3 separate regions of the Mus musculus genome follow, and all the other regions are linked to region 1. Evidence: chromatin contacts called from public Hi-C and promoter capture Hi-C data. All regions are on one chromosome and are shown on one strand. The core of a region is the stretch at or near the end of the contact, and the rest is flanking DNA. Distances in the headings are between cores, read along the strand shown.

The links. A called contact is a pair of places that touch in the nucleus more often than the background predicts. Capture Hi-C pulls out chosen DNA fragments and counts their contacts.
Region 2: a contact with region 1 is called in a Hi-C map of bone marrow-derived macrophages, with 20 read pairs. The contact joins two enhancer-like sites. A contact is called at or near these places in 6 of 39 promoter capture datasets (the 3T3-L1 cell line, the HPC-7 cell line, cranial neural crest and 3 more), 3 of 484 Hi-C or Micro-C datasets (bone marrow-derived macrophages, granulocyte-monocyte progenitors and regulatory T cells), 15 of 115 datasets of contacts at active chromatin or transcription factors (the HPC-7 cell line, bone marrow-derived macrophages, craniofacial prominence and 8 more) and 1 of 9 other capture datasets (bone marrow-derived macrophages).
Region 3: a contact with region 1 is called in a promoter capture Hi-C map of adipose tissue. The contact joins two enhancer-like sites. A contact is called at or near these places in 8 of 39 promoter capture datasets (the 3T3-L1 cell line, the C10 cell line, the HPC-7 cell line and 5 more), 2 of 15 datasets of contacts at CTCF or cohesin (the NIH/3T3 cell line and embryonic stem cells), 41 of 484 Hi-C or Micro-C datasets (2-cell embryo, 8-cell embryo, B cells and 17 more), 25 of 115 datasets of contacts at active chromatin or transcription factors (the HPC-7 cell line, acute myeloid leukemia, bone marrow-derived macrophages and 9 more) and 5 of 9 other capture datasets (adipose tissue, bone marrow-derived macrophages, embryonic stem cells and 2 more).

Annotation. Positions count from the first base shown.
Region 1 is chr2:71,593,118-71,596,171 of GRCm38.p6, forward strand. All of the region lies in intron 1 of Gm36857 (a long non-coding RNA gene), which reads left to right. Among named protein-coding and RNA genes, the nearest start is that of Gm36857, 3.3 kb to the left of the region's middle. Within about 2 kb of position 1,569, at least 76 of the 459 cell types and tissues checked have an H3K27ac peak or open chromatin away from gene starts, as enhancers often do. A contact at or near this core is called in the HPC-7 cell line, acute myeloid leukemia, adipose tissue and 3 more, where this site is marked.
Region 2 is chr2:71,763,582-71,766,635 of GRCm38.p6, forward strand. No RefSeq gene overlaps it. Among named protein-coding and RNA genes, the nearest start is that of Gm17250, 15 kb to the left of the region's middle. Within about 2 kb of position 1,535, at least 16 of the 459 cell types and tissues checked have an H3K27ac peak or open chromatin away from gene starts, as enhancers often do. A contact at or near this core is called in the HPC-7 cell line and bone marrow-derived macrophages, where this site is marked.
Region 3 is chr2:71,743,716-71,746,769 of GRCm38.p6, forward strand. All of the region lies in intron 3 of Gm17250 (a long non-coding RNA gene), which reads right to left. Among named protein-coding and RNA genes, the nearest start is that of Gm17250, 5.3 kb to the right of the region's middle. Within about 2 kb of position 1,591, at least 74 of the 459 cell types and tissues checked have an H3K27ac peak or open chromatin away from gene starts, as enhancers often do. A contact at or near this core is called in the HPC-7 cell line, acute myeloid leukemia, adipose tissue and 3 more, where this site is marked.

The DNA.
Region 1 (3,054 bases), core at 319-2,818:
TTTCTTTTAGGAGTTCTTCCAGATTCTCTCTCATAAATGCATGCCCTTGTCATGCACTAGGCCCTCTTCCCTGCTCCTCACTCTGAGAGAACTTCTCTCCCTTCCCGTCAGCTTCGAGTTTTTCTTTGGTTGTGTCTATTCTGCAGGCAAATCTGTTGAATGAGTCTCTGATGACTTTGGTTTTGAGGGTCACTCTTGTGAGGTGTTGTTGCTGTTGTTGCTTTGCTTTTGCGAGACAGGGTTTCTCTGTGTAGCCCTGGCTGTCCTAGATTCACTCGGTAGACCAGGCTGACCTCAAACTCACAGAGATCCACCTGCCCCTGCCTCCCGAGTGCAGGGATTAAAGGTGTGGGTCACCACTGCCCAGCAGGGTTGCTCTTGTCTTGGTAGCATGTGGTGCATCTCGGTCACAGTGTTCTCGATGCTTGGTGGTCTTTGAGTCTGTGTTTTCTTCTGGTACGAGAGGCCCCATGAGTACGGAGATGAGTTGTCTTTAGTGGTGAGGTGGGAAACTGTGGGGCTGGGCAGTGTGAGTCAGGAAAAAATGCTTTTATTTCTCCTGGATGAGGCCAGATTCAGGGTGTGGTTGCCTCTGGGGCTTGTTGTCTGTTCTGCTCAGTATATGTGTGTTCCTATGATGTGTGTGTGTGTGTGTGTGTTTGTATGTATATGTGTGTGTGTAAGACCACTTTTTTGTATGCTGTACTTTAGTGTCTTAGCCATCTCTGATGGTGAGTGCCTTAGAACCTTCTGTTCTGTATGCTTCCCCCCGCCCACTGCCCCACACTGTCCTTTTTTTGAATCTAGAGGTCCTTGGAGACATCCCATTATACAACTATACAACTGATCTCTCCTGCTTGTTTTGGGCTCATTCATCTGAGTACATCTGTTGTGTGTCCTTCACTGTTTCTGGCTACAGAGGTTGCCTTTCTCTATCCTTAAAAATTTTCCCTCATGTCTACAGTTGACAGTACTCTTTGCTCTGGGAGTTTTCCTTCTGTCATTTCTCTGAGGTTCTCTGTCTTCTCTGTTCTCCTATGATTTGGAGGAGGGGAGAGCAGGCTGCAGCATGTATTCAGTCTTCTTGGGAGACTTTTTTTTTCCCCCTTTCAAACTCATTTGAAGTTTTCCCATGGATGAAGAATTTAGAGAGACTACCGGTTGATAATTACAGGTGGTGGTGGTGGTGGAGGATAGCTTAGTGTTTATCCTCAGCATCTCTGCAAAAGCTGAGGGTTCCAAGCCAGAGTGTAGATTTGGACTTGACTAAAATCTAGGGTTTTTCTTTATTGCTGTTGTTATTTTTTCCCCCCTATTCACAGTCAAAGGCCACTTTGCCTCAGAACCCTGTCTCCAGTGCTGACAACCTTGTTGCTGGAGAATTTCTGGGCGGAACCCTGGATGGCACCTTCTTGGCTGGGGGCACTGTTTTAAAGCCTTGCAATTTTAGGGAGTGATCTGGGTGGGGTCACGTTCCAGCTGCACCCCATAACACTTCGCAAGCCCTGGCTGTGCCGATGGCAGCTGCTGGCTGCGGCTGGCTGCTCAGGCCCATGGAGGAAGGAAGATTTCTTGTTGAGAAATCTCTGAGTCACTGGCAGCCTCTGGCTGTGGTTTGCTCACATGTCTGTAGCCCTCTGGGGCTGATGTTTCTGTGAAATCTTTCAAGTTCATTCTTGCTCCCCTGGGCTCACCCTCTCACAAGTGCTTGCTTGCCCTGCATGCCGCAAATGGCGAGAGAACATCAACTCTCCATGGTCACTAGTACGTGATTGCTTTCCCAGGACTCCTGCGGTGATGTGTTCTTGGGTCCGTGTTTATGTGACATAACAATAAAATACTCAGTGCTTCTCTGGATCTTTCCCCCGAGGGCATCTTGAACATCCAAAGACAATAGTGCAGTAATCACCATGATTTTCAATCTGAGGTAAATGTGCTTTTTGTTAATTTTTAAGGCAATAAAATTGACTTTGAAGGTAGTACTTCAGACTTTTAAATTTTACCACAGAACAAAAGAGCTCTGTATCCCTAAAGCCTGTGTAGAAATGCACACTTCGTCTTTACTAGGGGTGTGGCTATGTGTACAGACGTCTTTCATTTCATATTCTAGTAAAGCTGGCTGCTCTAAAATTCATTTTATTTCCGCCAAGAATGTTTGATATAAAAACTAGAGGTCTTTCTTTACAGAGAAATATTCTCACAGAAAATGACTAAAGCTTGTGAGGCAAGATTAAGAATCTTAGCTCTCAGGTGTCCAGAATGGTCACTTGTAGCCAGACGCTGCACACAAAACCCCCTTTCTTACTAGGTAGTTTTTAGAAAACACTGGTACTTGGAATTTGCAGATTAGACATGGACCACAGTGATGATTGGCGCTGGGAGTCAAAAATGGAAAATGTAGAGATAGCTTAGAGATGCAGACACAGGATGCTCTTGCAGGGGACTGGAATTTCATTCTCAGGGTGCCCCTCATGCTGCCTATAATTAATTCCAACTCCACGGATAGCTGATGCCTCTACCTCATTGGGCAGCTGTACTCATAACTAAAATGGTTTAAAACAAATCTTTAAAAAGTGAGAAAACCACACATCATCCTTGGGGCATCTGGAGGGAACAGTGGGAGCCAGGCTGGACGATCAGAATGCTGAAGGCACAGGCATGTCCTTACTAAAATACCATTCAACTTAGAACGGTGAATTTGATGGTATCCAAAATACATCTCAACAAAGCTCTTTACAAATCCTGCCTGGGTACCACTATAGACCATTGAGTCAGGCTTCTGAGGTAAAACCTTAATATTAATGTTTTGTAAAAGCTCCCCAGGTGATTCGAACGTGCCGCTGGTTAGGGGCTTGCTGGTTTATAACCTTGTTTGTCTCCGTTGGACAATCCTGACATTCTGCATCTGGTTTATTATTTACGTCCTTTGTTTCCATCCACTTTACTAATGGTGGAATTTGTAGACGTTATTAATTCTGTGTTTGGGTACCCATTCCTCAACTTCCCATCCCCTCTTCTCTCATCTGCCAGTGATCATGATTCTGTGTATCCGCT
Region 2 (3,054 bases), core at 285-2,784, 170 kb after region 1:
GGGGAGTCCAGGAGCCCTTCATTTTTCACGGACGGAGACAATGGTTGCTAAGGCATTGCAAGCCAGGTAAAGAAGAATGCCCCTGTACAACTCCACCAGGAGGTCCTGAGAAGGAAAAACTGTGGCTATCTTCACACATCACTCTTGCGGGGACCTGATTCTGATAAGCCCCAATGTACGTGACCTGGGTGCTCCCTAGAGGTGTGTGGTCAAGGAATGACACATCCCAAGGATATGTCTGGGACTTTCAAATCACTAAGTATCTCCTTGTGCTGATATCTCTGCCTGAAATCCCTTGTGTGTGTGTGTGTGTGTGTGTGTGTGTGTGTGTGTGTGTGTGTGTGTGTGTGTGTGTGTGTTGCTGTGAATGCATCACAAGGCTGAAGAGAATGGGGTATCTCCAGTAGTCACCATTCCACACAGGTGGCATGCAAAAGGAAAGACACACAGTACTGTGCCTGTGCTATGTATTTTGTGCTTATTCCTTGAAAGAAACGCTCCCTTGAGGAAGACAGCAGCAAGCTCCAGGATGAAGGGGACCATCAGCTCCCCTTGCTGCTGCCCTGGTCACATCTGCAGTCAGCCTCACAGGCTCATCTTTATGCATCACTCACAAGAACAGGGTTGGAGCGGCTTGTTGTTTGGTTTGTAGGAAATCTTTCCTGAGGCCATCTTACTTCTTACCCTCTCTCCTTGGCTTGCTTTTCCTTGCTTACTTGGAGAGCTTTTTCAGTCTCTCCCCTTTCATCCTTGGCTCCCTCGTTGGGTTTTCATCCCAGGGTGTGTCTCGGGCTCCTGGTTAGTAACAGCTTCTCTCTCTCTCTCTCTCTCTCTCTCTCTCTCTCTCTCTCTCTCTCTCTCTCTGTGTGTGTGTGTGTGTGTGTGTGTGTGTGTGTGTGTGTGTGTGTGATTTTGAGTTGTGGCTAGCTTCGCACGTCACTCCTGTGGGAGCCTGCTTCTGATAAGCCCCAGTGTACATGACCTGGGTGCTCCTTATGGGTGTGTGGTGAAGGAATGACACATCCCAGGATGTGTCTGGGAATCTCAAGTCACGAAGTATCTCCTTGTGCTGATGTCTCTGCCTGAAATGCTTTTCTCTTGCCAGGCTACACACGTTCTCAAGTGTCTACTCAGGCCTCTCTTCCTCCAGGAGGCTCCTTGTCGCCCACACTGGCCTAGATACAGTACAGCCATTCAGGGGGCTGTGTAAACTGGGAGTCAGGTCCAGCTGGGCAGTGGACAGTCTTGAGTGTCACGTGTGTTTTGAACCCCAACTCTGAGCCCCACTGTGCCCATATGAACCCCAGTTAGCCATTGCTACGTTTTCTATCACATGCCTGTTTGATGTTTTGCTAACCTTGTAATTAGGAAACTGCTGGAAAGCAGGGATCTTTTCAGCTCTGTTCCTAGTGTCTGGAACATATGTAGAGCATCTCTAAGAAGTGCTTAAGGAATGCTCCAACCCTGGACTCAGTGTCTCTTAAGCTTATCCTCAGGTCCCTGTTGCCCTTGGCACACATATCTTTCAATGCCCCATTTTCATCTATGGATATGTGTCACTTCCTCCTTACACTGTCAAGTTCCTGTGGTAACTGACTGTGCCTTTATTAATTTCTGTTACCAGTAATTTCAGTTACTGCATACTGCAGTAGGTGGTCACTAAGTATAAAACAGATCTGTAGACTTACCTCTCTTTAAGAGATGAATGGAAGACTGTTCTGCTGCTGTTTGTTTGTGTCTCCTGAAGAGCCTGGTTCTTTTAATACTAATTAAAGCCATGTGACTTTTGTCAACACTTGGCTTGGATGTTCCTTAAATATCCTTGGGTTGCAGATGATTGAATAGCACAACTAGACTTCCTGCTCTTAAGATGAGTAGAACAAACCCAGAGTCAGTGAACACAGTCTGGGAGTTCCCTGTGTTTCACTGACCTCTTGTCCTGTGTTATGTCTTTGCTGGAGAATGGGAGGAGACTTTGAGCCAAAACCTCAGAGTGGTGATACAAGTGAGTGAGGCTAGTGTTTGGTCCAAGAGTAGGGATAAGGTGGCATCAGGTCCACGTTTGGTAGGGAAGAGTCAGAAATGGAATCCAAGAAGAGGAACCCGAAGAAAAGAAACGAGAGAGTGCCTCAGAAAGGGGTCACCTCAGGCAACAGATGCATCATCAGCATCAGAGGACTGATGGAGAGAGACATCCTTGGCCGTCCCTGGCCTGCCTTTGTAGGACAAGATGAAGGAAGATAACTTTCCTGTTCTCACAGTGGAGACTCTTCCTCACTTGGAATGAGGCTGAATCCATTTCAATGAATCTGGTTAAACAAAGCCCATGCAATGCAGCTAAAAGAGCCCAGCAGAGGCTCTAGTTACGTGGCAACCTTTTCTGCCCATAGTGTGGCTAGCATTCATAACCAGGCCAGTTATAAAGACTGGGTTGAACCCAAGCAAGGAAGAAGTGGGTCCAGGCCTCTACTTATTTCTCAAGTCCAGTAGATTTAGTAGAACTCATAAGTATGGAGAAACCAGACCCAAGCCACCTTCCTCTCGGAAGGGGATGCTTTTGTTTCCAGCCAGCTTACGTCAGTGTAGAAGATGAGGCCCTGATAAAACAATGTCTTTATTTCCTATGTATATTTCTTTGTTCCTAAAAGAGCACTAATGTGTTTTCATGTCGTGTTCAAAGAAGAGATTGTCCTGGAGAAACCGCAGCTCCCTTGGAAGGGCAAGCAGGACATGAAACCCTCCTACCGACCTACTGCTCTCTCTGCTAAGCTAAGAGCAGGGCTTCCTGAGCCAGGGCAAGCTTTCTGGTTCAGGTGGTTTTTGATTAGAGCAATTTTTTTTAAAGATTTATTTATTATTATATGTAAGCACACTGTAGCTGTCTTCAGACACACCAGAAAAGGGAGTCAGATCTTGTTACGGATGGTTGTGAGCCACCATGTGGTTGCTGGGATTTGAACTCTGGACCTTCAGAAGAGGAGTCGGGTGCTCTTACCCACTGAGCCATCTCACCAGCCCGATTAGAGCAATTTCTATTCAAAGAATGTACACACA
Region 3 (3,054 bases), core at 341-2,840, 150 kb after region 1:
TAGAATTTTAATCTTGGCTTTTCTTTGCTGAGTAATAGACCTTCCCCCTGCCCCCCCCCATCTACATACTCATGTATTTATAGACAGATTCACAGACATGCAAAGCTATACTCTTGGGTGTATGTGTGTGCATATGTGTAAGCCCTAATACTCAACCTTGCTTCTGATTAATTTTGACATATTTTTCTGCCGTAACACTATATTGTCCTTTCTAATTGTGACCTACATTGTGGGGTCATTTACACTTATTTTGATATTCTACATTTTAAATTCCACCTGTTATGTTTTCTATAACAGAACTTCTTTGGATCCAATGCCCATCAGGTATTTTATTGGTAGAATGGATTCTGTTTCCAGGTTGACTCATTTAAGCCCTGATAAACCAGAGCCCTGGCCTCCTCAGCAACTTGAAGATTATCAAAATCACCTTATCTGAATGGGGGAGGGGGGACCGGGTGGGGGGAGTAAGTATTCAGCTGTAGTGACTCAGCCAACTCCTCCCATTCCCCCCCCCCCAAAAAAAAAACTATATAGGAGACCGTTCTCCATGAGGAAATGAAGGTATAAAACGTTTTCCAAGATCCAGAGGAAGAGAGACAAGCTCATGAATGACAAATGCCATGGAGGGCCAGAGTGACTGTTTGTTCAAAAAGCTTTTGAATACGAGGCTCCAGTGGCCCATCCCATGGGTGGCTGTGCCCTTCAGCAGACACAGAGCCTCTGACTACTATCTGCACGGTCCTCCGTGTAGTGTTCCCCACAGCCAGATCTCCCCACATCCACGGACATCGAACGTCTGGAATACCAGCCCTGGGAATTTCCTCAGCTGTGCTGGAGCTTGGGAAGGCTCAGCATTGTTTGTGGAGCCATGGAGGCAAAGCTAGGAACTGTGTGCTGCTGACTGGATACCAGGTGGTCTCCTCAGCCACAGTGTCTTTCCCGAAACTCCACACTCACTCGTGTGGAGTCACTCAGGAAGGTCTCTGTGCGTGGAACCTCAAAGAGACAGTCCAAACACTTGAGCCGCTTTAGAAATTAATGGTCAGGAATGAGTTAGTTAAAATCTATGAGAGACTGCTCAAATACACCTCTGACTCCCAAATCCTGCAGCCTTTAAAAAAATTAGTGAATGAAAATAAAGTTCTCCGAATCTCTGAAGCCCTCCTTCCCCACGAGAGGACCTTGTGCTCTGGACACGCACCATCAGCATTTCTATTTAGGGGCAAACCTCAGACAGAGAAATGTTTACCATTGAGCCGTCCCAGCACAGTGAAGTGACTTTTCTGTCACTGAGGTCACCCTGCCATGGGCCTCTCACTTCCTCTTCAGCTGCTAGTATTCCAGCAATCCCTGCGATGCAGAACTGCCCGCCCAGCCATCTCTCACCCTTAATGACAAGGGGGACTGTGACCAGTCACATTTTCTCACAGTTCAGAGTTGGGTCTTAGAATTTGTCCCAAATCCTCCAATCCCCCTTGGTCTTCTCAGATCCTTGGTTTTGTTTTGTTTTTTTCCTCGGTGGAATGCATCTGGAGCTCAGATACAGGACTCACCCCCAGTGTTGGAGCTTGTAGGTCACAGTGACATCCAATGGATTCATTAACATAGCAATGGGAAAGAGACTAGAAGGCCGGGCTTCCGGGGAATGCCACGCTTTTGTTTTAAATCCCCACATTGAATCCTAATAAGACTGGGAGAGAGCAGGGGATACAAGGATCTGTTTTGCAAAACTATGGGGCCACAAGCATAGAGATGGAGCTGTGGGAGTGAAAAGCCTAACGCTAACAAGTTGAGCAGCAGTGGGGATAGGGGTGGGTGGGGGTGGAGATAAGGGGGTGCGAATCTAAAATAAGACTCTAGACACTAGCTTCCTAGGCTCTTGTTTCAACAGGGAAAGTGTCCCACATCTCCCTTCTTTCTTTTATGTTTGGGGAGGTAAGATCTCACTAAGTATCCATGGCTGGCCTGGATTATATTATATTATATAGACCAGACTGGCCTCACACTCAGAGAGGTTCACCTATCTGCTAGCACTCAAGAAAAAAAAAAAAAAGGAGGAGGAGGAAGAGGAAGAGGAGGAGGAGGTCTTCTGGCTGCCCCACCTGGTTCCCTCCCTCTCCTCTCCCTTCACACCCCTCCCAACATGGCCCAGCTCAACTTGGTCATGTCCACTCTGGACTCTCAGATATCCCAGTTCCTGCCCCTGGCTGTGCTCTCCCTTTTATTTATAATAAACTTCGTCCTGCACCTAGAAGCGGTCATGACCTTTCCTTTCCTTTCTTTCCTTTTCTTTTTTCTTTCTTTATTTATTTTTCCCATTCACCCCTGGGCTTTATTCTTTGAGAACACAGTGCCTTTTCCCCTTCCCTGTTTTCCAGAACCAGGCTGTGTTACCGTAACTTGGAGATCTTTCCATCGCTTTTGGCTTTGGTTTGGAGAAGCAGGTAAGTCAGTAACATGAAAATTCTATGACGCGAGCCTGAGAGGGCTTAGCTTCACATCTGTTTTTTATTTTTCCATGTGCAGAGTAGCTTTCTGCATGCCACCTGTAGGTTTTGATTCCAGCATCCTCAGACAACAACAGAGACTCCTCAGATAGGGCCAGAGTAATGGGCCTACTTAAACACATGATCAAAAGTTGTATGTACAGTTTAAGAAAATCAAATTTTAGCCAAAGAACAGTGTTAGAAGTCTTCGAGGTACAGGGATGAGAGTGCTTCTTCTTGGTTCATTTAACTTTTTGTCTAGAAATTCCAGAGAACATGTAAAATTGCTTCTTCTAGAAGTCTCAACTCTGAAATCTCTCCCTCTATGATGCACCCTGCCACCCACTGTCTACTGTTACAAAGGGGTGCCCGCTGTGAGTGCAGAATTTGGAACTTAAAGGCTCAACAAACAATTTTATTCAGGGCATGGGAGGGGAGTTGAGGGAGCAGAGACAGAGAGGAGAGAGAGAGGAGAAGAGGAGTAGAGGTCGGCCATGAGCACATGGAGAGAGGGGTGGAGAGGAATGGGGGGGAGAAGGGACAGAGGAGGAAGATGGTAAGAGAGCAA